Linked DNA regions of Mus musculus: region 2 is linked to region 1. Evidence: chromatin contacts called from public HiChIP or PLAC-seq data. All regions are on one chromosome and are shown on one strand. Each heading gives the region's core, a stretch centred on a gene start, on an enhancer-like site or on the middle of the called end of the contact. The rest is flanking DNA. Distances are from core to core; before and after follow the strand shown. Region 1 holds the start of Plcd1 (phospholipase C, delta 1). Region 2 holds the start of Vill (villin-like).

What was found. HiChIP or PLAC-seq counts read pairs in DNA pulled down with a chosen protein or histone mark.
Region 2: a contact with region 1 is called in an H3K27ac HiChIP or PLAC-seq map of extraembryonic endoderm stem cells. The contact joins the promoter of Vill here to the promoter of Plcd1 in region 1. A contact is called at or near these places in 4 of 39 promoter capture datasets (embryonic stem cells, hippocampal neurons, pre-B cells and 1 more), 5 of 484 Hi-C or Micro-C datasets (Sertoli cells, differentiating embryonic stem cells, embryonic stem cells and 2 more), 5 of 115 datasets of contacts at active chromatin or transcription factors (embryonic stem cells, extraembryonic endoderm stem cells, pancreatic cancer cells and 1 more) and 2 of 9 other capture datasets (adipose tissue and pancreatic islet).

The regions. Positions count from the first base shown.
Region 1 is chr9:119,091,292-119,097,035 of GRCm38.p6, reverse strand. Plcd1 (phospholipase C, delta 1) reads left to right here and starts at 3,534. Exons shown (of 15, transcript NM_019676.3): 1 at 3,534-3,678. The coding sequence starts at 3,645.
Region 2 is chr9:119,049,527-119,055,270 of GRCm38.p6, reverse strand. It overlaps Vill (villin-like), which reads right to left and starts at 2,493. Exons shown (of 20, transcript NM_001164567.1): 1 at 2,443-2,493.

The sequences.
Region 1 (5,744 bases), core at 2,285-4,784:
CATGGGTGAGCCAAAGGCGACTGGGTCACTCACGGAGAAGCCAGCCCACAGCAGCCTGCGTGAGGGCTCATAAAGAGTCACCTTACGACTCCCTGAAGCTTGCAGGCAGCTTCACCAGGGCCTCCTCTCCCTCTGCCGACAATGTGTTCTCTGATTAGAGAAACCTGGAGAGACCTTGTAAATTTTGTGACTTCCTGAGCCTTGCAAGTTTCTTTAGCTTCCTGAGACGTCCAACCCCTCCAAGAGGGAACTTTTCAGGTCAGAGGAGATAGCTATGGAACATTTTCCCCAGACTCATGAAGCATGAAGCAATTCCCCTACCGCGGCTGGCGTAAGCGAAGGAGAACACTGAACGTCCACATTAAAGCCGACGCAGTTCCATTCCCTATGAATGCTGATTAATATAATCTCAGAAAAGAAATTCTCAATTGCCAGGTGTGGTGGCGCATGCCTGGCCCCAGCATTCAGAAGCAGAGGCATGCAGATCTCAGTAAGTTCAGGACAGCTGGAGCTGCAAAGGGAAACCCTGCCTCATAAAACCAAGTATTGTATGCCGGCCCGTGGCCTACATGAACCGGGTACACCTGGGAGGCAGGCTGGGGGCTGAAAGAGACTTTGATGGCAAGAAAAAGATAATGAAGCCAAGACAAACGTCTGTCTGATCAAATTCTGCAAGTTTATTAAGAGACTGTGCTTATAAGGGGGAAGGCCCATCCCCCCACCCCCACCCCCCAGTCCACTCTTGGTGCCTGGAGCCATTCTGTAATGCCAGCAGCACTTGGTCGCCAGGCTGGTTGCTTATTCAGGAATGTCTCAGGAAGACAGGTTCAGCCTCTCTCAGGGCAGTTGTCACTTCAAAAGGAGCCAGCCAAATTGGAAAGCTGCACCGCAGGTGGCCCCACCTCAGTGGTGACAAGGTCTGTACTAGCCTGCTTCAGGCTGGGGGAGGCTACAACCAAGAGGAAAAAGGACAAAGGAAAACCCTAAAGAGCCCCGTGCTAGCCTGAGATTACCAGGGCTGCTGCAACGCTGTAGCCCATGCTGGCATCTGATCCTTGCGCAGGAGTGACGTCAGCCTGATATGGTCTGAGGAGTCTCCCTTGCCATCACTGTCTCTTGGGGCAGGTGACCTTCCCATCACCTGTTGAGGCTGTTAGACCTGGGTCAGGACCTGCTGCACCAACGTTCACAGAAGCAGGGGTGTGCCCTCAGACCAAGAGCCTCTGTGGCTACAGAGATGTATTAGATAGGCCACCGAGAGAATGGCTGTGGGCAGGTGAACTCTAGCTCAGAACCCTAGGCAGGCAGTATCAGTGCCACACTCTCAACATCTTCAGTTTACCCCAGAGCAGACAGTCGTTCCTGGTTAGAGAGAAGCAAAGTGACTTGCTCAGATTCTCACACCAGGAAATTGTAGAGGCAAGACTTAACACAACCCCTTCACCCTGATGCTCCGGCACTTGGGTTCTAAAAGACAGGGAGAGCACTGAATAAACTTCACTGGCCTCACCCACCTGGGCTGGTCTTGGTTTGAGTTTCATGGGGGAGGGGCTGAGCAAGACAAGCCCTGGAGCCTGACCATCCTGAAATTTAGCATTCTTGTGCTGATAGCGCGCACACATGTCCACGCTGTCCTCGGAGTGAGGGATAGCGTGGGGGCCAAGGGAACTGACTCTAACAGAACTAGTACTGGCTGGAATACTAGACCTCTCTCACCTGCCCACAGTCACCAGCCCCTTCCCACACACCCACCTTTGCACAGACACTTGAGACTGGGGCAGCCAGGGGTTGGGGGTGGGACAATACCTGGAACTCTGCCCATAGAGGACAGGTCTCAGGTCTCAGGCTCCAAAGAAAGCCTACCACCGAGGCCCTTTGAGCAGTCAGGGTCTCAGGAGAGTTTGCAAAGGTTCTGAGTAGAGTATATGTGGCACCCGGGCAGGACTAGGCCCACACCGCTGCCCCTGGAAGGCTTCCCCCACCAGATTCCACAACCATCCTAGGCACACTACTTAAACCTAGCTGCACAGAGCAGAGGGCCTCCCACCCCGTGAGAGAGGGAGAAGAAAGAGGATGGGAAGAGTGTCATGGTGCAGGTCAGCACTTGAGCATGACGTTCTTTGTTTCTGCAGAACCTGGCTGCTTGGGACAGCTTTGAGTCAGCATGCCTCCCCAAGTCTGCCTGGCAACCCCAGGCCAGGGAGGGGACATGAGTGAGCTGCAATGCGTGCAACAGAAGCTACATATGTGTCTGTGAGCTTGGAGTACTCAGGAGCAGAGCGTTCTATAAACCCGGCCATGGTCTTTTGTGGTAGAGGGAGAGGCCCTAGTGGTGGGTAATGCCCTGGCTTGGAGCCCAGGACTCGGAGACGGAGATGACAAGAAGAAATGACTCTGGAGATGAAGCCGTGCCAACTGCTGGTGTCAGGAGTTCTTGGTCTCAGGTGTAGGAGAGGAGGCCTGACTCATGGATGCGAATACCTGCCAGGCTCCAGGACAGGACCGAGGGGGGAGGTTCCAAGGCTCAGGGAAGACCTGGAGAGTAGGGCTTTGGAGAAAGAGACGGAAGTCAGGGAAGGAATTTCTCAATTTGCCCCTTCCCAGGCTCTGTCTGCAATGGAGCCTTACTCATTCTTCATGCAGTACAGCGCCCAGCTTGTGGAAAGGAAACCTGGGGGGGGCCTTCCTAGGGCATCAAGACGGGGGTGGGGGTGGGGAGTGGGAGGCCTGAGTGCCAGCCCCACACTGTGGGGGTGCGGGTGGGGTGGGGTGTACATGAACGGCAAGTGATTCTCTAAAACCCAGCCTTAACACTCAGAATCGGGAGACAGCCCATGCTTCACAGGCCACGGAGGCCTGCTAATGCTAGGAGAGAAAGAGCTGAGGAGAGCCCGGCTAGACTCTTCCAGGCCAACTGCCTCCAGTATCGGGACCCTTGCCCAGGCAGCCTCACGGCAGGCCTCCGTCTTCTCCCCTCATTAGGGAGTGAGGGGCCTATACCTGCTTGCTGTTACCCCTACCTTAAGGAAAGCACCTTCAACACCCCCGGAAATGAGACGTCTCTCAGAGCTAAAGAGAGGGGCCCCTCTCTTGAAAAAAAAATCTAGATATTACTCTCCCCAAACGTGGCAATGTGGGCCCGTGCATGCACGCATTTCTTAGAAGACAGACCAGACTGCCTGGCTAATCAGCCGCTTTAGCAGTGATTCCTGTCCCCGCTAAGACCCGATTCTGATTCTTTCCCACATCACCCACAACCCCGGCGAGGCCAGGCGCCCACAGGCAGGGCGTGGGGCCGGCAGCTCGCCGTAATGACAGGGCCTGTGGGTGGTGGCGGTGGAGGAAGCAGGAGGGATCTGACTATTTCTGGCCCTGGCGCACCCAGCTGGCCCGAGCCCCGGCCAGGGTTGGCTAGTCTTCCCGGCCCCCAGCACCGCGTCCTTTCCAGGTCCCCTGGAGGGGGCGGGGAGAAGCGCCGGTTGGCGGGTCCGGGGGGCGGTACGGTGTTCTGGACCCACCCCCGGCCGCCTCCCATCTCAGTTCAGTTGGGTCCCTGCACCGGACTGCGCAAGGACCCCAGGCCGCTTGGTGATTTTGCTCAAGTGAATCACGCCGCGTCCCCTCCTCCGCGCGCCCCGACCGGCATGGACTCCGGTCGGGACTTCCTGACCTTGCACGGTGAGTGTCCCGAACGTAGGGGAGACCCTCGGGAAAGCCGAAATACACCCGGGCGGCAGGGATAACAGCTCCTTCGGCCGCATTTAAACCACCAGAGAGCCAACTCCTTGTCCCCTTGTGGGATCCCAGAAAAACCTCGGCCCGCGCTGGACACAACCTTGGGCGTTTCCAGACTTTCCCCCAAATCTGGCCCAAGAGATCGGGGAGCAATGCTGACATCTCTCGGGGATTTCCCCTTAGCCTGTTCATAAAAGGCTGGGCTCCTGGGTCCAGATGGCACCAAAGGGGTCAGGGAAGGAAAGGGACAGCATCCTTAGCCAAACTCTCGATTCAGAGGCTCCCCAAAACACGGGTGCGCCTGAAGCGAGTCAGGCCGCGCGGGTGTGGCGGATGAGGGTGTAAATGGGTGGGGCGAGGAGGAGGTGTGCAAGTTTGGCTGAAGTCGTTCTGGCAGCCTTCGCTCCCCAGAACAGAGAAAAGCGATGCCAGGGCTGGGAGGAGCAGCGCTGTCTTTTTGCTGACCCTCCTGGTCGGACTGGGCCAGATCTCAGTTAGAACCGCCTGGCAGCTTGGTCCTTTGTCCAGCCGGCTTTGTTTCTTCCCATCTGGGCTAGCTCTTCTCCCCATGCCTGTCCCTCTAGCAGAGAGGGAAAGCGCAGGCTCCTGGCTGCCTGTCTTAGAAGCGTCCAGGGAAGAGCAAGGAACTAAGTGGTATTTACGCACACTCTGTGGGAGGGGCTGTGGGGAGTCTTTCCTTCGTGTCTCCCCAGGTCATCTATTAGCTCAGCAATACCTGCTCCTCTCACATCGATCCACGGTTTCACAGTATTTTTCACTTAACTCGAGTATCCCTGAGATTGTAGGTTCTTGGTTTTTGTTTTTTAATTAAACAACGTGTACTTGTGCTGGAGGGGGTATGGGTGTATGGAGATCAGAGGACAACTTGCAGGAATCAGTTATCTCCTTCTATCTTGTGCGTTCTAGGATCAAACTCAGGTCACTGGGCTTGGCAGCAATTGCCTTTACCCACTAAGACGCCTTGCCTCCTGGGCTGTAGATTTTTGTGTTCACCTGTCCTCCGCTCCACTCCCCCTTGGATGTGTGCCCTGCAGGCAGCCCCCAACCTGTTTTGCATCAGTTGACCTGGACTTTATTGTTGTGGGGGCCCAGTAAGCTTGGGTTTCTAAAAGCCACCTTGTTGGGCTGTGTTCCTGCCCCTCCCACTGTTCCCTCATTCTCTCCAGAGGTCAGAGATGCCCCTACAGCTCCTGACTGGTGGGAACAGAGGGTGGCCGCTCTGAGGGTCACAGTGGAGAGGGGCGGGCTCTCCCCTGGCCGCCTCCCTCTGGCTGCCTCTGACCGCCATAGTGTCATGGAACCTGGGTCATGGAGCAGGCCTCAGTGTCTGTACCCTGGTCCCATTTCTTTCTTGGGTCAGCCCTGGTATCTCCCGTACCCAGGAAGACACAGAGCCTCAGTCTAATACAGCACAGGCTTGGCCAGCCTGGCCCATCCTGTTTGAGCCCAGCCTCCTGGAGTTGTGACTCAGTCCAGCCTTTCCTGCAGGACTGGAATGTACACTGTGGCCAAGCTGACGGACCTGTGGGCCCAGCGCTTCAAGCGTGGCATCCACCGTGACCTCCAGAAGCAGCTCCTGCCTACACTGCCAACCCGATGGGGAGGGGAGAGGGGTCAAGGAGGGTCTCTGTGGGAGGGCGTGGTCACTGTGGCTTGTACTTGTTAGCTGATGGGGAGTCTGCACTCCTCTCCACAGTGCAGGTCCCACAGCACTGGTCACTTTCTGACTTGGGCAGTTGGGGGTCTGCTGGAGAGGTGCCCTCAGTCCCCTCCATTAGCTGGAGACCTGTGGACTCACCAAGAGATGACACGTGGCTCTGTCCTTACTCATACAGAGGCGATGTTGGATAAAGACACATATTGTGCAGACAAACAGTAGAGTTCTCACTCTCCCCTGAATTCCTTGCAGAAGTCTCTCTCTCTCTCTCTCTCTCTCTCTCTCTCTCTCTCTCTCTCTCACACACACACACACACACACACACACACAC
Region 2 (5,744 bases), core at 1,244-3,743, 41 kb after region 1:
CTATAGTTAGTCTGTTGAGTTTGAGTGTCTATAGTTAGTGTGGTGAGCTTAGGTGTCTATGTAGTGAGCATGGTTGACTAAGTGCAGCCTGCAGGCCTGTCAGCGATTAGGATCTAGGATCTGACCCACAAAGTTCTGATGACATTAGCATGGAGGGGACCATTGTCCCTAGACAGGGACAGGCACCATAAGCAGACAAAGCTTTGCAGACGCCTAGACAGGGGTGCTGTCTGCTCTGCAGCCAGGACAGGCTGTGCTAGCGCGTCAGCACCTGGAATAAAAGCAAATCTCATACAGTGGGCAGTGGGGGCAGGGGCACTGTTGAGAGATCTAGATTGAAAACTGGAACCTGCTCCACGGGTGCTACAAACAAGACAAAAGCTCTGTCAACTCAGGACAGAGACTGCATAGGACTGTGACGGATTCTGCAGCAGGCGACAGACTCAGGTGACCTGAGAAGGTTGGGTCAATGAATCATAGGCCTTCCTGATCCAGCCTTGAAAGATGGCTGAACTCTATACACAGGCTCTGCAAATTCCTTGCTCTGAAAATCTGAGTGTGGGGATGGGGTGCAGGGGGTGTGGGGTCAGGGTGCAGGGGGGTTGTAGGGGTGGGGTACAGGGGGCTGTGGGGTCAGGGTGCAGGGGGACTGTAGGGATGGGGTGCAGGGAGCCACGGGGATGGGACGGGGTTCATTCTGTTATCACTATCTGTTATCTCTTCACTGTCCAGCCCTTTGGAAACCGCAAGCAGCCACGAGTTGGATGGGTGTGTAGTTGAAGTATTTTGTTTTTCCTCAATGCAACTTCCCACATCTAACTGAAGTCCTGGCAGCTCGCTAAGCAGACACAGTCACTGGGTTCTGAGTCTCCTGAGTGGGTGGCCCTGGTGCAGCAGTGACTGACTTCCTTTCTCTTAATTTGAACATCCAGCTCTGCTCTACCATAGCAAGAACACCCTCAGACCCGCTGCCCCATGTGACCGTGAGAGGACTTGGCGAGGTAAGAGTTACAGAGCCACAGGTGCCTGAATTCTTTACTCCTTTGTTTAGGGCCCCTGAGGGCTAGGCTCAGGACAAGGTGGCCTGGAAAGAGGGTGTGGCCGGGGGACTGTCCACACTGAGTCACAGCAGAGGAGGCTGTGGGCTGGGCATGTCATGGGAGAGCCTGTGTGCTGTTAGCATGGCTCTCCCGACATGGAACAGAAGGAGTCCATAGATAGTTGTTGATTGACCAAGGGAGTCACCAGGCGTGCCAGCAGCACCTCTAGTTGAGGTCATTGTGTGACAATGACATATATGATGGATGGGCACAGTGGTCACACAATGGTCCTTTCCAGCAACGGAGAACATGGCACACCATGGTGGGTATAGTGACTTGCAACAGGACCCTTCAGCAAGGACAGAGTCTATACATCAAACCAGCTACAGGAAAATGATTAGGGACCCAGACAGACAGAGACCCGAGGCACAGAGCCAGAAGGTAGTGGCCAGGTAGCTCTAAGGGCCACAGTGGAGTGGGAAGGACACCGTCCAACTTCGGGGCCACAGAGAAGAGGAGGGCATATTGGCAGCTGGAAGCAGTGTCTAACCTGGCTTCTCAGAGAGGGGCAGCAGTGGCCCAGGGGTGGCTGGGAAGGAGCCCCAAAACCCACAGCCTGGAGAGTCAGACTGGAGCTGAGCCCCCATCCCTCTTGCTAGAGGAGGCAAGAGAACTTTAAAGCACGGGGTGTCTTTACTCCTCTTACACTTTGTGTTCCCTCCCCTCCCGCTAGAGGTTTCTTCTCTTCCCACGGAGTCACCCGTGGCTCACGAGAGCCCCAGCCCATGTGTGTCCCCTTTTACCAGTACATCCCCCATGGGGACCCCATCTCCCCCACCCCCTGCCCTCCTAGAAGCCCTCTCATTTCCCAGGGTGAAGTTCCTTTCTCTCCGACACTGGCTTTCTCTCTGCCCCTCTCCGCAGGGGCTCTAACCCACTGTGTGTGTGTGTGTGGGGGGGAGGGGGTCCCAGTCTCCTTGGCGGCCAGGCCGCTTGTCTTGTCGTTTGTCGCCTTCCTTCAGGTGACCCTTCTCCCTTCCAGCCGACCCCTCCTCCTGAACAAGGTGTACTTGAGGGTAGACCTCGAGATTCCTTTGCTTAACTTCCAGGAAGGGAGGGCATAGCCTGCTGGAGGGTCGTGAGTCAGGCGAACTGACTCTGGGGGGTGACAGAGAGCCCACCCACGCAAAACCCGCCGCTTCTTCCTCTCACGCTGGCTTGCCACAGTGGTCCTCCTCCACCCACGCGCAGATAGCCAAGCGTTCTCACCGTGGGGCTGCCCTCAATCCTACCAGCCTTCAGCCGCTGTATGATCCCCGAGCCCTAGAACGCCATGCCTTCCCTCTGCGTTCCCAGCAACCCCTCTACCGGGTCCCCCACCCCCACCCCAGTCCAGGCCTACCTTCTGGGAACTGCCTCTGCACCTTCCTTCACTCAGCCTGTGGGCAACACTAGGCCCCTCCCTCCGAACTGTAACTCAATCCCAGCTCCCGCCTTGCAGGACACACCCCGTGCTCTGTGCAGCATGGACAGGGAGGGCATTCAGAGTTAGTCAGTCAATAAATATTGACCAAGCCGTCTGGGAGCCAGCCCCCTTCCCGTGGCCTGGTAGATTACTTCTTCGGTACCAGTGGGCAGAGAAGGCTAGGGGTGGAGGCCTGATCAAGGCTGAGGTGGACTGTGGAATACACCGATTTCTCATTGGGGAGCTCAAGTGGGCAACCGCCCCCCTACCCCCGCGGGTTGGGCTCCTTTTGGATCTAGAGGTTCAGACCACCATAGTGAGTCAAGTGATATGAAGGTCATTTTAGGAGGTGGAGGAAACGCCCGGGGCTGCCTCCCAGAATTTCTGACCCCGACCTCCCATCTCGGGCTGGCTGCCCAGCACAGAGGTCCCCAGGGAGCCTGATATCCATCGTGGGAGAGGCCGGTGGAGTCTACAGCAAGGAGATCCCTTCCACACCCTGGCTGCCCCTCTGTTACTCCTGATTGTGGGATAGGAGGACGCTGGAAATAGAACCTTCCAGAAATGCCTGGGACACAACTTTCCTTTACCTCCTGCCTGTCACAGCACAGATCTCAGTCACAGCCAGCGTCAGCCAGCACATGCCTTCCCTTCAACCCCACTAGATCCTGCCTGCAGACAGTATGCAAGACCTCTCTCTGCAGCGGATTCTTCACTTACAAAGTCTCATGGCTCAGGACTAGACACTCCAGAAACTCTGGGCCAGCCTGTGCCCAGTGGTCAGTGTGTGTATGTGTTTTATTTTGCTTTGTTTTGGTCAGACAGTGTCATACTGTATAGCCCAAGCTGTCCTGAAACTCACAGTCCTCCTGCCTCAGCCTCCTGAGGGTTGGGATAGACAGATGGACATATGCAAGAGACACGGTTGTGGGTTAGCTGTGTGTAAAGGAAGCCTGTGTCACGAGGAACTTGGCTAGTCCTGTGTCTGGCTCACAGTAGAGAGTGTTGGGCTTCCTCTGTGCTCTCAGTCACCTGTCCCCTGTCCCCATGTCCCGTGTCACCATCCCCTTTCCCCTTTCCCAATCTGCTGGACTCTCACTTCTGTGTGGCCAGTGTTGGCTGGTTCCGGTAACACCTTCCCCTTCTTCTCTCTCCATCTGTCTCTTCTGGGGTCTCTAAGGGTCAGCGTGTACACAGCCCAGACCTCAGTCCCTCTCCATTGTCCACTTTACTTGCAAGTTCCAGGCCCAAGGGTGAAAGACCCCTGGTTTCCCAGCCTCTTCCCCTCTCTCATCCCCCGACCCCCCACCTAAACATGGTCTTCTCCCTGGACTGGGTAGTCACATTGCTTCCTGCATACTGCCCTGCTCTGGGAGCCAGCTTCAGCCAGTTGGTGGCATGAGTCACCCTCTGTCTTGGCCTCCCTGGTCCTGCATCTTCCTTCTCACAGCCGCCAGAGGGACTTGGATTACATTTTTGTTGTTCTTGGATTTATTTATTTATTATTCTGTGTGTGTGTGTGTGTGTGTGTGTGTGTGTGTGTGTGTGTGAGAGAGAGAGAGAGAGAGAGAGAGAGAGAGAGAGAGAGAGAACTTTCACAGAAGTCATGGGGTGTGTGGAGTATGGAGGCCATGTGGAGTATGGAGGCCAGAGGGTCACTTGTGGGCTGGTTTCCTCCTTCCACTATGTAGGTCCCAGTGGATTTAACTCAAGTTATGAACTCCTTGAACAGCTGAGGATGACCACAAACTACTTAATGATTATCCTCCTCCAATACTGTGATCACAGTTTACCTTCAGGCCTGGTTCGTTCCCCTCCCTCTCTCCCTCCTCCCCGCTCTCTCCCTCCTTCCCCCTCCCTCCCGCCCTCCTTTTTTCCTTTGAGACAAGGTCTCTCTATATGTAGCCCAGGTTAGCCTCATACTTGTGGCAATCCTCCTGCTTCAGCTTCAGAATGCTGTGATTATAGGAGTGTGCTAGCATTTCCTCCTCCAGGGCCCCACTCATAGTTTTACAACTCATGGTAAGATACGGCCATGCCTTGATATCTGTAAGAAGACTAATTCTGTTCCCCCACGGATATAAGAATGGAAGGCTGCTTAAGCCCGTCACACAAGATGATGAGCTAGTGCTTACACATGGCTCCCTCAGCCTTCCCTACATTCTCAGTCATATCTAGGCCACTTACTGAAGACAGAGTAATGCTGTACACAGTTGTCACACCCAGGGGACAGACAAGGAAAGCAGTCTAACCAAGTTTAGTAATCATAACTTTCTCTCCAGTGGCTTTATTGAAGTTAATCAAATCCACGGCTGTGGAACCTGCAGATAGAGAGAGACAACTGAATACTTCAAGTCTGTCGCTCTCCTGGATCCCGTGGGTGTGGCGGTGGGCTGGAAAGGAGTTAGGCAGATGAGCAGGGGCCGACCATCATCAAAATACATTGTGTCCTTGTTTGGAATCTTAAAGTGCATATATCACATTAAAGTAATAAGCCAGGCAGTGGTGTAGCACACCTTTAATCCTAGCAACCAGGAGGCAGAGGTAGGTGAATCTCTGTGAGTTTGAGGCCAGCCTGGACGACAAAGTGAGTTCTAGGACAGCCAGGGCTATATCTTGGGGAAAAACAAAACAAAACAGAACAAACCAACTCCATCTTGGGGAAAAACAAAACAAAACAGAACAAACCAACTCCATCTTGGGAAAAAACAAAACAAAACAGAACAAACAAACAAAAAAAATCCAAACCAAAACTGGAACTTGCTTTGTAGAAAATTCTTATTATTTTTATTAATTAAAACTAAAAACCATCCTAGGGCTAGGCATAGAGGCGCCTACCTACAATCACAGCACCTCGAGGTAGAGGCAGGAAGATTGCAAGGTCCAGCCAGTGTGGGCTACAGAGTGGGCTCCACTTTCAGAAAACAAAACAAAACAAAAATATTTACCCTGACAGTTTTTCGTTGTTTTGCTTTTTGAGACAGAGTCTTACTGTGTTGACTAGGCTGGCCTCCCACTCACAGAGATCCCACAACCTCTGCCTCCTGCTTGCTGGGACTAAAAGTGTGCATCACCCTACATCTTTAAGTGTACAACTCTGTGGCACAGGGACACTGTCAGCAACATCCACACACATCTCCACCTCCCCAGCTTGCAAATAAGAACTTGATGGGGCTGACAGGATGGCCCAGCAGGTAGAGCACTCACTGTACATGCATGAGGACTTGTGTAAGCTGAGT